Regions from separate parts of the Mus musculus genome. Here region 2 is linked to region 1. Evidence: chromatin contacts called from public HiChIP or PLAC-seq data. All regions are on one chromosome and are shown on one strand. Each heading gives the region's core, a stretch centred on a gene start, on an enhancer-like site or on the middle of the called end of the contact. The rest is flanking DNA. Distances are from core to core; before and after follow the strand shown.

Evidence for each region. HiChIP or PLAC-seq counts read pairs in DNA pulled down with a chosen protein or histone mark.
Region 2: a contact with region 1 is called in an H3K27ac HiChIP or PLAC-seq map of differentiating embryonic stem cells, with 2.4 times the contacts expected there. The contact joins two enhancer-like sites. A contact is called at or near these places in 1 of 484 Hi-C or Micro-C datasets (nephron progenitors), 4 of 115 datasets of contacts at active chromatin or transcription factors (differentiating embryonic stem cells, embryonic basal ganglia, embryonic limb bud and 1 more) and 1 of 9 other capture datasets (embryonic tail).

Annotation. Positions count from the first base shown.
Region 1 is chr5:131,581,884-131,588,033 of GRCm38.p6, forward strand. The region is part of intron 5 of Auts2 (autism susceptibility candidate 2); the gene reads right to left. Among named protein-coding and RNA genes, the nearest start is that of Gm29681, 170 kb to the left of the region's middle. Within about 2 kb of position 2,803, at least 56 of the 459 cell types and tissues checked have an H3K27ac peak or open chromatin away from gene starts, as enhancers often do. A contact at or near this core is called in differentiating embryonic stem cells, where this site is marked.
Region 2 is chr5:131,847,734-131,854,511 of GRCm38.p6, forward strand. The region is part of intron 4 of Auts2 (autism susceptibility candidate 2); the gene reads right to left. Among named protein-coding and RNA genes, the nearest start is that of 4930563F08Rik, 29 kb to the right of the region's middle. Within about 2 kb of position 2,103, at least 8 of the 459 cell types and tissues checked have an H3K27ac peak or open chromatin away from gene starts, as enhancers often do. A contact at or near this core is called in differentiating embryonic stem cells, where this site is marked.

The sequences.
Region 1 (6,150 bases), core at 1,553-4,052:
TAGTCCATTAAAGACCCAGGGCTGCGTCCCCCAGTCCCAAGCTGGGGGTTTACTGCTTGAGGAAGTCATGGGAAGCTGGTTTTATGATGCAGTGCATTCAAAAGCCATGGAGTTATGTGGTTTGTGGGTCATTTTGGAGTGAGTGAGTGTGTGTGTGTGTGTGTGTGTGTGTGTACACAAGCATGCATGTGCACATCCATGCATGGGGATATCTGAAGTCCACAGGGGGCCGGGGGGTCCTCTTCCTGGCTCATCTTCTACCTTTATTTGTTTAGACAAAGTCTCCCACTGACCTAAACATCTTCAATTTGGTTATACCGACTGGCCAGCAAGCCCTAAGAATCCTCCTGTCTCTGCCTTCCCAGCACTGATATTATAAATATTCTCCGGCTTTGCATATGGACACAGGGATCTGTACTCAAGCCACTTTACACATCATTAAGGCTTGTTGCTTCTTGGGGCTGGAGGAGGAGAATAGAAACTCTTTGTAATGAGGGCTGGAAAGATGGCTGAGTGCAGTGGTTCTCAACCTTCCTAACGCATACAATTATTTTTGTTGCTACTTCATAACTGTAACTTTGCTACTGTTATGAATTGTAATGTAAATACATGTATTTTCTGAGGCTCTTATTTGACCCCCGTGAGAAGGCCGTTTGATTCCTAAAGGGATCATGACCGACAGGTTGAAAATCACTGGCTTGGTGGTTAAAAGTTCTTCCTGTTCAATCATGAGACCAAAGAGTTAGTTAGCAGTCCAGCACACCTGACAGATACCCATAACACTGTGACTCCGCCCCTGAAGTACCACCAACATCCTTTTCTAGTCTCTGCAAGCATGCATGCTATGCATGTGCATGTGCACACGATCAGGCACAAAGGAAGATACACACGAGTACACACATGCATGCGCATATGCACACACACACTTTACACACATACACTTTAAAATGAAAGACACTGCAGAATGAACGTCTCGCCCTCTTCAGGCAAAACCATACTAAGGAGTATTCAAGAGGCCTCTGTGCCCAGTTCCTCAACGCTATGGAGTCTTGCAGGAAAACATGCAGGTTAGAGGTGTGATATTTCCCCATTCCATGTCTCCCCTCAGGAATAAAAACCGTCAGCGTGCTACCCTCATCTCAGCACACTTCTCAGGACATGGCATTGTGCAAAGAGAAAAGAAAGGGGAGACTGTCTTTCCTGAGAGTTAACAAAAGACCCTGAATTTGTCTCTTGCGTATCAGCAGTTAAGACACGATGGAGCCTGCTTATCTACCTCAAAGCTCCAAGTCCATTATTTATGCTCCCTGGGCATGCCACCTGCGTAGGGAAGCATCCTCTTTTCAGGATGCTTTCCTCTTCCTAGCTCCCCTGGCTCTGGGTTATGGCTAGTACAATATTTCTCCTATTTCCTGCATTCGTTAACTTGGCCCAAATGTATGCCTACTATTTGGATTATTAAAATAGCATCAATTTAAAATATTTCTCTTGAGGGGGCTAGAAAGTGGCTCAGCAGTTCTGAGTGCTTGCTGTTCTTGCAGAAGATCCAAGTTTGGAGTTATGTCCCCAGTCCTTACATTGTAGCTCAGGGGATCTGACACTACGCCCTCTTCTGGATTTAGCAAGCATTGCATACGTGAGCACACACACACACACACACACACACACACACACACACACACAAAATGAAATAAACAAATCTCAATAAAATAACAAAAAGAGCAGCATTCCTCCTCAGTGGCATGGGTAGGCAGAAAACCAGAGACCTTTATGGTGGTTGGAGATAGGAGGTAACTCTTGAGGAAATCCAAGCAGAAGAGAGAGGGGTAGAGCAAAATTGGGGTGACTTTCCCTTCAACTGCCCCCTCCAGCTCTGCAAAGAGCTTGCTAGAAGATTCCTGCAGAGTACAGTTCGCTCACTCCCTTGCATCCTAGAGTGTCAGTGGGAGTCCCTGAAAGGCTTCTAAGCAGACACAGGAGTGAGTACCGTTAAAAGGAGTCTCCCATTCCCTTGTCTGTCTTTCCTTCCAGCAACCTTATAGTGTATGGAGGAACTTAAAGGTCCCCTTGTAACCTCCCTGCAGAGATGGTAATGGAACACTGGTTGCTTTAAGAGGTTGATGTTTCAGGACAGTGAAGCTATTGTGTACTTAGTAGCCCCCAAGACATCCGTTTGTACCCTAAAAGCCAGGTGATGTTCAAGACAGGAAAACTGGTGGCGGAAGGAAGAACCTTTGAGAACCATAAAAAGGCAGAAGGATCCAGGAAAACACTTTCAGGAGATGGGGCTGATAGAAAGCTGGGGGGGGGGGGGGGAGGAGAAGAGGAGAGGCCAGATCAAGGGAGAGAGGTGGGAACCATGGCAAGAGGGAGAGAGGAGGACATAAGATAAGCAGGAGAACTGTGGGAGGCTCCCTCGCCATCAGAGAAGCAGTCACAAGACAAGAGTGGGAGAGAGCAGCCAGGAAGTGAGAAAGCCTGGCAGTCCTCCCCGGATAAATGACCGAAGGGTGAAGGGCGGTGAGAAGTTTAATTAGAAACCAGCAGGGCTTCTCTCAACTACCTTTTGTGAGGCTTTGGCCCTGTGGTGATGTGCCAGGAGGAAACCAACTCCCCCTGACCTCAGCCAGCAGCATTGGGCCCTCCTTCCTCCCTGTGGTTACCCTGTCGGTACCACGCATGTACACTGGCTTGCTTCCCCACTAACAATGGTCACCCCTGACTGCTCTTGAGTAGGAGTGGACATCTGGAATCACACTACAAGAGGTCTTCCGTCCCACCTCCCCTCCCCTCTGCCCTTTGCTTAGCATCGCTGCAGCCTGGCCTTGGAGACACTTCCCCCATGGATACTGACCATCTCATTTCCTAGTCTCTAAGGGGCTTGCCATCCATCCCCCTCTGACCTGCCAGCGGGAGAGATGACCTCACATTTGTCCTGCTTATTGCTGGTAATAACCATTAGGGACAATGGCAGCAGCTCACACCTGCTGCCTGGCGAGGATGGCAGACCAGGTCTCTGCAGGAGGCCAGAGATGTAAATCCCTGGCCTTTTCATCGCTTCCTTGTGGTCGCACAGCTGTAGTGAGGGAGACAGGGGAAAGGATGCAGTTTGCCTGGCTTGTCTTCTGCTTGGGTTACTGGACTGTGGCCTGGGGTTGCTGATAGGCCAATACAAGACATTGTGCTGGGCTGTAGACACAGCTCAATGGACAGAGTGTTTGCCTAGCATGCATGAAGTCCTGGGTTTGATCCCCAGGACCACATTACCTGGGCATGGTTCAGCAGGGGGATTAGAAGTTCAAGGTCATCCTCAGCTACTCAGCAAATTTGGAACCAGCTAAGGCTGGAACAAGCTAAGGAACTAGCTACTCAGCTAAGGCCCTGAGTTAAGAAGGCAGGCAGGCAGGCAGGCAGGCAGGCAGGCAGAAAGACATCATGCTGTTGGAACCTTGATTGCCTCAGTTATTCATTAGAGTCTAGAGACTCTGGCATATGGAATCTAAGGTGATGATGGTCATATTCTTTGCCTAGCCATCTCTTTGTGATGGATGGCTTCACTCTTGGGCATCTTCACAGTAGCCCTTGTGATCTTTGAAAGATGCTGACAACATCCAAGACAAAGCTTATGGCAACAGGGTCCTTCCGGGCAAACCCCACCCCTAACCCCCAACCCCGTCATTATAGCTAAGAACCTACTGAGGGGAACCAAAATTCAGTGGTCTAAGCTCACAGGTACCTCTTCCAAAGTGTGACACACCTATCAGCCACACAGACATGCGCAGGGCACATCCTTCCTGCCACCGAGTCGCCAGCCCTGCCCCTTTCATCGTCTTCGAGGCGAGCCAACAGCCTGAGAGCAGCCAGCAAGCAAGCTGGGCCCCAGCCCTGCTGTAAAGTATTAACTCATACTGAACACAGTTTGTCTCCGAGGACCCTCTTGGCCCCTTCGTCATCCTGTGCTGACATTTTAATCGTGCTTTTGTGGGAGCTGGCTGGCAGTTTGTCATCGGGAATGGCGCGGCGAGGGGCCAGAGCGGGTTGCTGGCTGTGTCGGCTGCTGAGGGAAGCGGCCCATTCTGACAGACTGAGCAATAATCTGAACTTACTGCGCAGAGCCTGTGGGACACCAGCCGGGCCGCTTTATCTTCTTCATTAAAGTGCGCTCAAAAAAAAAATCCATTTTCCTTTAAAGTCTCAGGAACAGATGGAGTAAAATTAATTGCGCCATTACGTCCCGATAGACAATACCAGAGTGGTTTTCTTTCAACTGTGCATGTGTGTTACAAAGTGCTCTTCGTAAAAGGCAATTACTGCAACATTTGCCATAAAATAAAGGTTGCTTTAATGGGCAATAAACACAGGCTTCAAATTTTGTATGAAATGGGTCTCCAAAGGGCGCTGTTAGAGGCAGCTCAAAGGCACGGCTGACTTTAGTATTTTCTGCTCGGGCTTCAGCTCAGCTAGTTGAGAGAACAATGATTTTTCCTCCACCATTGGATGTATTCTGATAGAATTATGTACATGAGTTAGAGTCACTGTCTGGGCACCTCTTGCCAGATTTCTCTGGCTAGCAACTAGCGGGGATGAGAGACGGAGAGAGAGCAAGAGAGATCACTAGGGTACCATCCAGGGCAGAACCTTCTGCCAAAGATGAAGCCAAGTGACAGGCTGCTGGTTCGCAGGGGATGGAGGACACATTTTCTCTCTCCCAGGTCAGGTGAGGGTTCCTAGTGAATTCCGGCAGCAGGACGCAGTGAGAAATCTATATTCATGTATATTTAGAGCCATTTAAGCCTGAGACTTGGCAAAAGGGAAAATAGTTTGTGCTTTATGACCGAGACAGAGATGATGATCATGAAGACCTGGAGGTAGATTGATGGCCAGACCCTCTGGCCACGACCTCACTTCCTGCTCTCTGAGGACAGCGAGCACACCACTGTTAGGAGCTTGGAATTCACAGTGCTATACAAATCTCCACCAGCCCTGCTGGAGGAACCTGCTTCTCCAGTCCCCTGCCCTTTCTTTAGGAAACCTCACATTAAATCTTCCTCCTCTTGCCGACACCTCAGATGGGGGCGGAATGTAAAGGAGATCAGAGATTCATTTCCCTCCACTATATTTCTACATTTCGGTAATTACAAAGTTAGCATGACATATAAATGATCCATTAATTGAAATATGGACGACACCAACTCCAATATTTATGGCATAAATCCATATTTCATTAAATAAATCCGATAAGCAAATATATCACGGAGAACAGGAGGACATTTTTATTTAAGCCTGAGATCAGAAGCCAGAGGACTGTTTTCCATCCAAAATAATGGAGCTACAGCTTGGAGTGAAAAAAAAAATTAGGTAAGGACGGTGAGACAGAGAGGCTGATGGTGAAAAATGAATGTGGGGAAACTTGGCCTCGGCACACGTGGTCAGGGGCACCAGCAGCCGATGGCCACTGCCATCTGAAACCTGCCATCCCAGTTCAGAGTGCCAAGGTGGTAGCCTGGGGCAATGGTCAGACTCGGGGTGGGGTGGGTGGGGTGGGGGGGGGAATCTTTAGCAGCTACCAGCAGAGCAGAGAGTCTTTTCTTTTTCTGTTCTACTTTCATGGCACTGTATTGTATTTTAGTAGTAGTAGTAGTAGTAGTAGTAGTAGTAGTAGTAGTAGTAGTAGTAATGGTAATAATAATAATAATTATTATTGTTATTGGTCAGGTTATCAAAATGCACAGCCTTGCCTACAATTCATATGTAGCTACGGGATGACCTTGAACTCCTGACCCTTCATTAGGCTCCTGAAGAAGACAGCTGAGGGCATTCAGTACCCTGGTGCTATCTTTACAGTAGTTATGAGCTGCCTGATGTGGGTGCTGGGAACTGAACAAGAGCAGCACAGGCTCTTGGCCAGAGACACCGCTCTAGGCCCTTTGTTTTAAAGTTTTGAGCGAAGGCTTCGTGATGTCATCCAGGTTGTCCATGAGCCCTCTCTCCATCCTGCTGCCTTTGCCTCGTGGGTGCTGTCATAACCAGCTCACTGTGACTTATCAATACACGTATCATGCCACAGCTAACATTTCTCTTTTATTTGGATTGAAAATCTCCAAAATATCCCCCTACTAGCTACTTTGAAATATTCAGCTCATTTGAGAC
Region 2 (6,778 bases), core at 853-3,352, 270 kb after region 1:
ATTCAGATACAAACTACACACAAGGATAGCCTGAAATACTGGAGACCCTGTCTGAGTAAATGAATGAATGAATGAATGAATGAGAAGAGCTTTGGTTTTACGTGTATACACAAGTCTTGAAATCATTTTGTTAGAACTCAAGTTGCTCTAGGTAAGGTATTTTACTAAACTTGGAAATCCATGATAATAGGCATCATCCATTCACAGAAGATGCTGCCTGCATGAATGAAGGAATGAATGAACGAACGAATGAATGAATATCTCACTAGACAGTGCCGTCCAAAAATGCCTGCCTCTTCTACCCATGTCTCTACCCCAAATTAGGAAAGCCAGTAACTCTCTTCCTAGTGACTTCCAGAAATATCTGGTCATTAACACCACAATGGCCATCATCAAAACTGGGTTGTTTAATGTCACCAGAGTATAAAGTTCTTAGCAGCTTAGGCTTATTACCAAAGCAGGCATTATCGTCAAATATATCTTATCAGGAGGTTAAACACAGTTCCTCGTCAGAACACTTAACTCTCCAATATGGTCAATTACCAGATAATAGTGCCCCTTTTCTCATGTCTTACCACTTAACCGGTCTGATCAATAAATAAGTACACACTGCATTATTAAGAACGTGCTGATGTCAGACACAAGCAGCAGTCTATGCACTGGAGCCTTGAAGCAAAATGACTCTTACAAGTCCCTCCCTGTGTAGGACTCCACTGCACCACACAAACACATCCCACACAAACACAAACACAAACACAAACACATCTCCTCAGACCTCCCATGCCACATACAGACATCACCAATGATCTTTTCAGCTTGAGCCTAAGGAATGAAAATAAGCAGGAGGCTGGGGTTTAGTGGGATGATGTCATCAGTAATGTCCCTGCTGTGCAAGCATGTGAATCTGAGTTTGGATCCCCAGCACCCATGTAAAAACCAGTGGATGAGGGTGCCAGGATGACTGTAGTCTTCTCTTAAGGGAATAGAGACAGGATTTCTGAGATAAACTGACTGGCTGGACTAGCTAGCCACTATCTCAATAAGTAACATGGAAAATAACTAAGAAAACACCATATGTTAACCTCTGCCTTCTTGGCAAATGTACAAGGCCAGGTGTACCCCCTCCCATAAACATAAGCACACCACATAGAGAAACATACACTACTACCACCACCACCACCACCACCACCACCACCACCACCACCACCACCACCACCACTACCAGAAGCATCCTATATATGGGACCCTGTCTTATAAGCAATGAACCAATTAATTGGACAAAAACACAAATCAAACAAACAAACAAAAAAAACCTAACTTTCACTGTCTAAATGACCATTAGCTGCTCCACAACGTAAAAGCTAAGTGCATTTCTTTCTGACACAGCCAGATGTAGTGTTCTCTAAGTTCCCTCTGGAAATGGAAGAGATATCACCATTACATTTAAGTGCATACAACTGCCACCACCTTGACCAGGACCCCAGCACCCACAGACCCCATGGACAAAAAAAATGGGGTTACTATCATGTATTTTAATTAATTTGCGCTCTACTTTATTATTTGTGACAGTGACCCATAAAACCCGGAGCTGGCTATTTTAACAACAAAAACTGGTTGGTGGGCTCCAGGAATCTGAATGTTTCTTCTCCCCACGACTCCTACCGGTGTTGAGATGCTGGGCTCAGCTTTTACACGGGACCAAGGAATCCAAACTGTAGCATATACAGCAAGCATTTCACCTACTGAGCCATTCCCACAGCCTGCTCCTATTTCTTGAAGTGACTTTCTTCTGGCTGAGAATACCAGGCAACATATGTACTTGCAGTGAGACTGCAAGTAGTATTTTGAATTCTCTGGAAAGAAACATTTCAACACTGGGTCCTACGATGATATGTTGGGCTTTGATGCCTTTTCTGGTGCAGAATCTTAATGTGCACTTGTTGCTCTGTCTCTAATTCCCCTGATGAGCGTGGACTCTGGAGAAAGAATGAAGAAAGAAGAAAACATAGGGGAAGAGGAGAAAGGCTGCAGGCAGGGCTGCATACACAGGAAAGGCAGGCATACAAGACAGGGAAGACTGGGTCTGGCCCCCATGCTGATCTGGTTCCTGTTTTACTGAAGTGTTTCACTAGGCCCCATTGTCATCAGGTTAAAAACTCACTGTGATGTTAAAAGGAGTCATTTCACAGACACAGAAGCAACTAATGACAGAGCCCCTGCAGCGCAGACTCCAGGTCTGCATATATCAGCCTCTCTGCATATATCAGGTCCTCTCCAGATTCGGAAGAATTCTTGTAGGTTTTAGTATTTTCATGAAAGACTCAGTTGGGTTTGCCTAATAACCATTTCTGCTGCGTTTAACTTCCCACTATGAGCTCTCCATAGGTTGAATCTACCCAGGACTAGAAATGTTCAGCATGCAAGTAACTTTGAGTCTAGAGAATCCCTTTCTTGATGGGGAGAAGTGTAGTTGCCTATGGTGACAACAGGCAGAGAGGTGACATGTTCTGGTGCAGGTAGACCTCATCAGAGCTACCTAAAAGACAAAGGCATCTCTTCCAAAGCAGGGAGGAAGGCATCTAGAACATGTAGGGGTTGACAACACTGAAGGCCTTACTGTGTTTAACTAATGAAGGAGTTAATTAAGAGTGTGTGACCTGACTGCTCTTCTGAAGGTCCTGAGTTCAAATCCCAGCAACCACATGGTGGCTCACAGCCATCCATAAGGAGATCTGATGCCCTCTTCTGGGTGTCTGAAGACAGCTACAGTGTACTTAGATATAATAATAAAGAAATCTTAAAAAAAAAAAAAAAAGAGCGTGTGGCGTATGCATGTGATTTGTGTGCTCGCACAGGTAAACATGGAGGTGTGCAAGCAGGCATAACGGATACCTGAGGTTCAGCATTAAGTGCCTGCCTTGTTAACTCTTTAATCTCCAGACTGAGGTACTGGACCTGGAGCTTCCTGTGTCTGCCTCCCGGGCAGGGTAGGTATAGGCACGTGTCACCTAGTAGGCTTTTTAGACCGGCAATGAACATGTGAAGTCTGGTCCCATGCTTACAGTTGCCTGAGGCTGGCCTGGGCACCGTCAGGCTTGTAGGAAGCTGTTCTCTCCCACGTCAGCACCTTTGAAAACATTCTGGACCACAGAGCTGGCAAACCCTCAGGCCTGCTACAAACAAACACTGGCGGACTTTACCCACTTACAGCTCAATCACTAGATCCCCTCAGTTAGATCCCATAAAGTAATCCTGCCATCAAATCATCCACCCCTAACATGCCCCCTTTGCTTTTTAATGTGCCTCCAGGAATCAATGGGGGGCAATTTTCTGGAATTTATGCAACATTCCTTAAGGGGTCATTCTTAAAAAACAGGAAAACCTTTGTGAAGTTCTATGAGGGAGCTGGGAACGGATCCAATTTTCCTACATGGGTTTCTCCCCCCCCCTCCTCTTTTTTAAAACTAGATGAAAACCTGTAAGTTTTGACCAATTCCAACCATCATGAAAACACCCTTTGTTTAAACAATGTCTCTACTGGAGCGTTTTCCAGCATGTAAGGTGATTGCCAGTGAGATACAAAATCCACTGGGGCCTTTGAAAACTAGGCGTGGAGAAGGAAGGAAGGGCAAGAAAAAGTTACCCACCTAGGAGTGCTGACCAACCCATGGACAGAACCGAGAAACCCAGCGAGGAAATCCACCCACAATAACCAATCCAACGTGAGGTAAAAAGCCATCTGTATAAGCGCCAATTATCCTTTTCCACAAATGATTAGTTTCCATCTCGTTTTGCTGACAAGCAAGTTATGCCACATTTTAATAGGCAATAAAATGTATTATTAAATAATTAGTAGCTAAGAAACAGAAATTAGAGGCTATTTCCCTTCACAGGCATCCCCCAGTACTCCAGTCTATTGATGCCGGAGCAACTCGATCCAGCATAGATGGATGGAAACCTGATACAGCAGTTTACTGTGAGACAATTACGAGGCTAATGAGTGTTCACAGAGACTGAAGTGGGAAAGAGATCTAGAAAATTCCACCTAACCCCGGTTATGTCTGATCTGCAGCGGGGTCCCGGAGGAGCAGAAATTCTTTCTGCTCGCTCCTTGTTCTGAGCACATTAATTAAACTCTGAAAGGTAAAGGAGTATTGATGTCTTTCCCATCTCCCCCGCTTTCTCCCCTCAGGTAGTGTCTGCTACTTGTTCAGCCCTGAAGGTATAGTTGCACTAACTGAAAAAAGCCCCACCAAGACCAATTAAGGTCTTTACTAAGAGGCTGAAAAGAAGACAAATGAAGGCAGAAAGCCCGATTACAAGGAACCTTTGTACGGATGTAAAGCAATTAGAGCGGTCTCTGGGGAGGGCGGTGCGGCTCCAGAAGCACGCGGTTTTACAGCCTGTCTAAACTTGGAACAATCTATCTTTTTTTAGGTGGAGAATAAAAGTGAACCCTATATTAGTGTCATATATCAGCTGCGAGTACCTGCTAGAGCCATAAAGCTCCTCCGAGATCCCTGGTGCAGGGCAATGCTGTTAGGACTCTGCTCTCACAGGCAGGGAAGGCAGATCTGCCTAGTGCCCAAACAGCCAATAACAGAGGGAGGCCATCAGCTGTGGATACACCCAGAGAGACGGGCATCGGGGAGAGGCAGGTGGGCCACAGAGTGGTGGGGAGGTACGGGAATAGAGGGCACAGGAAGGCCTTGAGCCACTGCTGGAAGGCACTCTCTGGAAGATGACATCACATGGGAACAACCGGTAGAGGGTCAGAGATTTGGTGAAGATGGGCCTTGGGGGATATTTCATCAGCCACATTCCTGTCATGATCCCTCCTTTCGATCTTATGTGACATGTTAGTGCTGTTTTAGTCTATAACAGAGCAAGTTCATAGGGCGCCATGATGACTCAGCTGTAAGGACATGGAGATTCTGTTGCTAGGGCCATGTGTATATGCACATTAAGGCCAGATCCTAAACTCAGGTTCCATCCTCTCCTTGTTTTAAGACAGGCTCTCTCATTGGGACCTAAGGTCACTTACTGACCTGGTACAGCAGGCAAGTGAGCCCCAGGGACTTGCTGCTCTCTGCATCTTAATAGCTGTGATTCTAAACACATGCCACCATGCGGTTTGCTATACTTTATTTTCACGTGGGTTCTAGGGATTGAACTGAGGTCCTCATGCATAAATCACAAGTATGTTACTGACAGCGACCACCACAGCCTCTAGATTAGAACTTGAACTTTAACATTCATTTCTAGAACTGATGAAGAAACGAAGAGTCAAAAGGTGGTTAAGTTATTCCCTCAATAATTTAGAATCGGAGACTCGGAATGCAGTGAAGAGGTGCTGATAGGTACCTGCAATTCTGGCACTCGGGAAGTGGAGACAGGAGGGTAAAGGCAGTTACAGACGTATAAGCCTGAGGACAGTCTGGGCGACTTAACCTCAAAAAGAAAGCACTCTAGAGGAAAATGTTCTGTATATAACGCTAAAGTAGCCTTTAAAATAGAAACAGAAGCCATTCATTTTGTTTTTAATAAACTGCATTTGGGCTGGGAATGTAACTCAGTGGTAGAGCCCCTGCCTAGAATCCCCCAGGAAGGGGCTGGGGCTGTGGCTCAGTGTTAGAGCACCTGCCTAGAATCCCCCAGGGAGGGGCTGGGGGCGTGGCTCAGTGGTAGAGCCCCTGCCTAGAATCCCCCAGGGAGGGGCTGGGGATGTGGCTCAGTGTTAGAGCACCTGCCTAGAATCCCCCAGGGAGGGGCTGGGGGCGTGGCTCAGTGGTAGAGCCCCTGCCTAGAATCCCCCAGGGAGGGGCTGGGGGCGTGGTTCAGTGGTAGAGCCCCTGCCTAGAATCCCCCAGGGAGGGGTTTAACATGTGTGAAATCCTACGTTCACTCTTCAGTCCAGAAAAATCATCTATTTTATAACACCACAATATGGCTAAATATCACTTCAATATCCAATAATATGTTATGAGCATCATTTCAACACACTGTTGACACGGAGGCTGATATGAGCACACTGCTTAGGAGACATCATGTATATTTCAGTGTGTATATTACTCATAGAGCACATCCCATGTGAGTCACAGGTTATCATGTGTGAGCCACTGTTGAGAACATGTTAATTCCACTTTAACTCCAGGGGTGGAATCTAGTCAATCATTTGCTTGCCATGTGATTATGAATAAACCACTCAAAGTCTTAGTGACTTAAGTGATTCATCTTGAGTTTGTGAGTCTTTACTGGTCAGGTTTATTAAAAGAAAGAGGATCGCTGGACATGGTGGCGCTTGCCTTTAATCCCAGAACTCGGGAGGCGAGGCAGGCGGATTTCTGAGTTCGAGGCAAGCCTGGTCTACAAGGTGAGTTCCAGGACAGCCAGGGCTATACAGAGAAACCCTGTCTTGAAAAACAAAACAAAACAAAACAAAACAAAACAAAACAAAGAAAGAAAGAAAGAAAGAGGATCTAAGCTGGGACGATAGCTCAATAAACTGCTTGCTTTGCAACTATGAAGACTTAATGTCAATCTCTAGAATTTATATTAAAAAATAAAAAAGATCTAAGTGAGGTGGCAATCACCAAAAAATCTAATAGCTGGGGAGGCAGAGACTGGATGATTCTGGGGGCTGCAGGGCTGTCTAAGAAACCTGTGAGCTCCAGGTTCATTGAGACCATGTCAGAAAGTAAGGTAGAAGGCTGGTGAAAAGAGAAACAGGGGCTGGTATGCACACAAGCGCACACACATAAAATAAACAAACAAAATG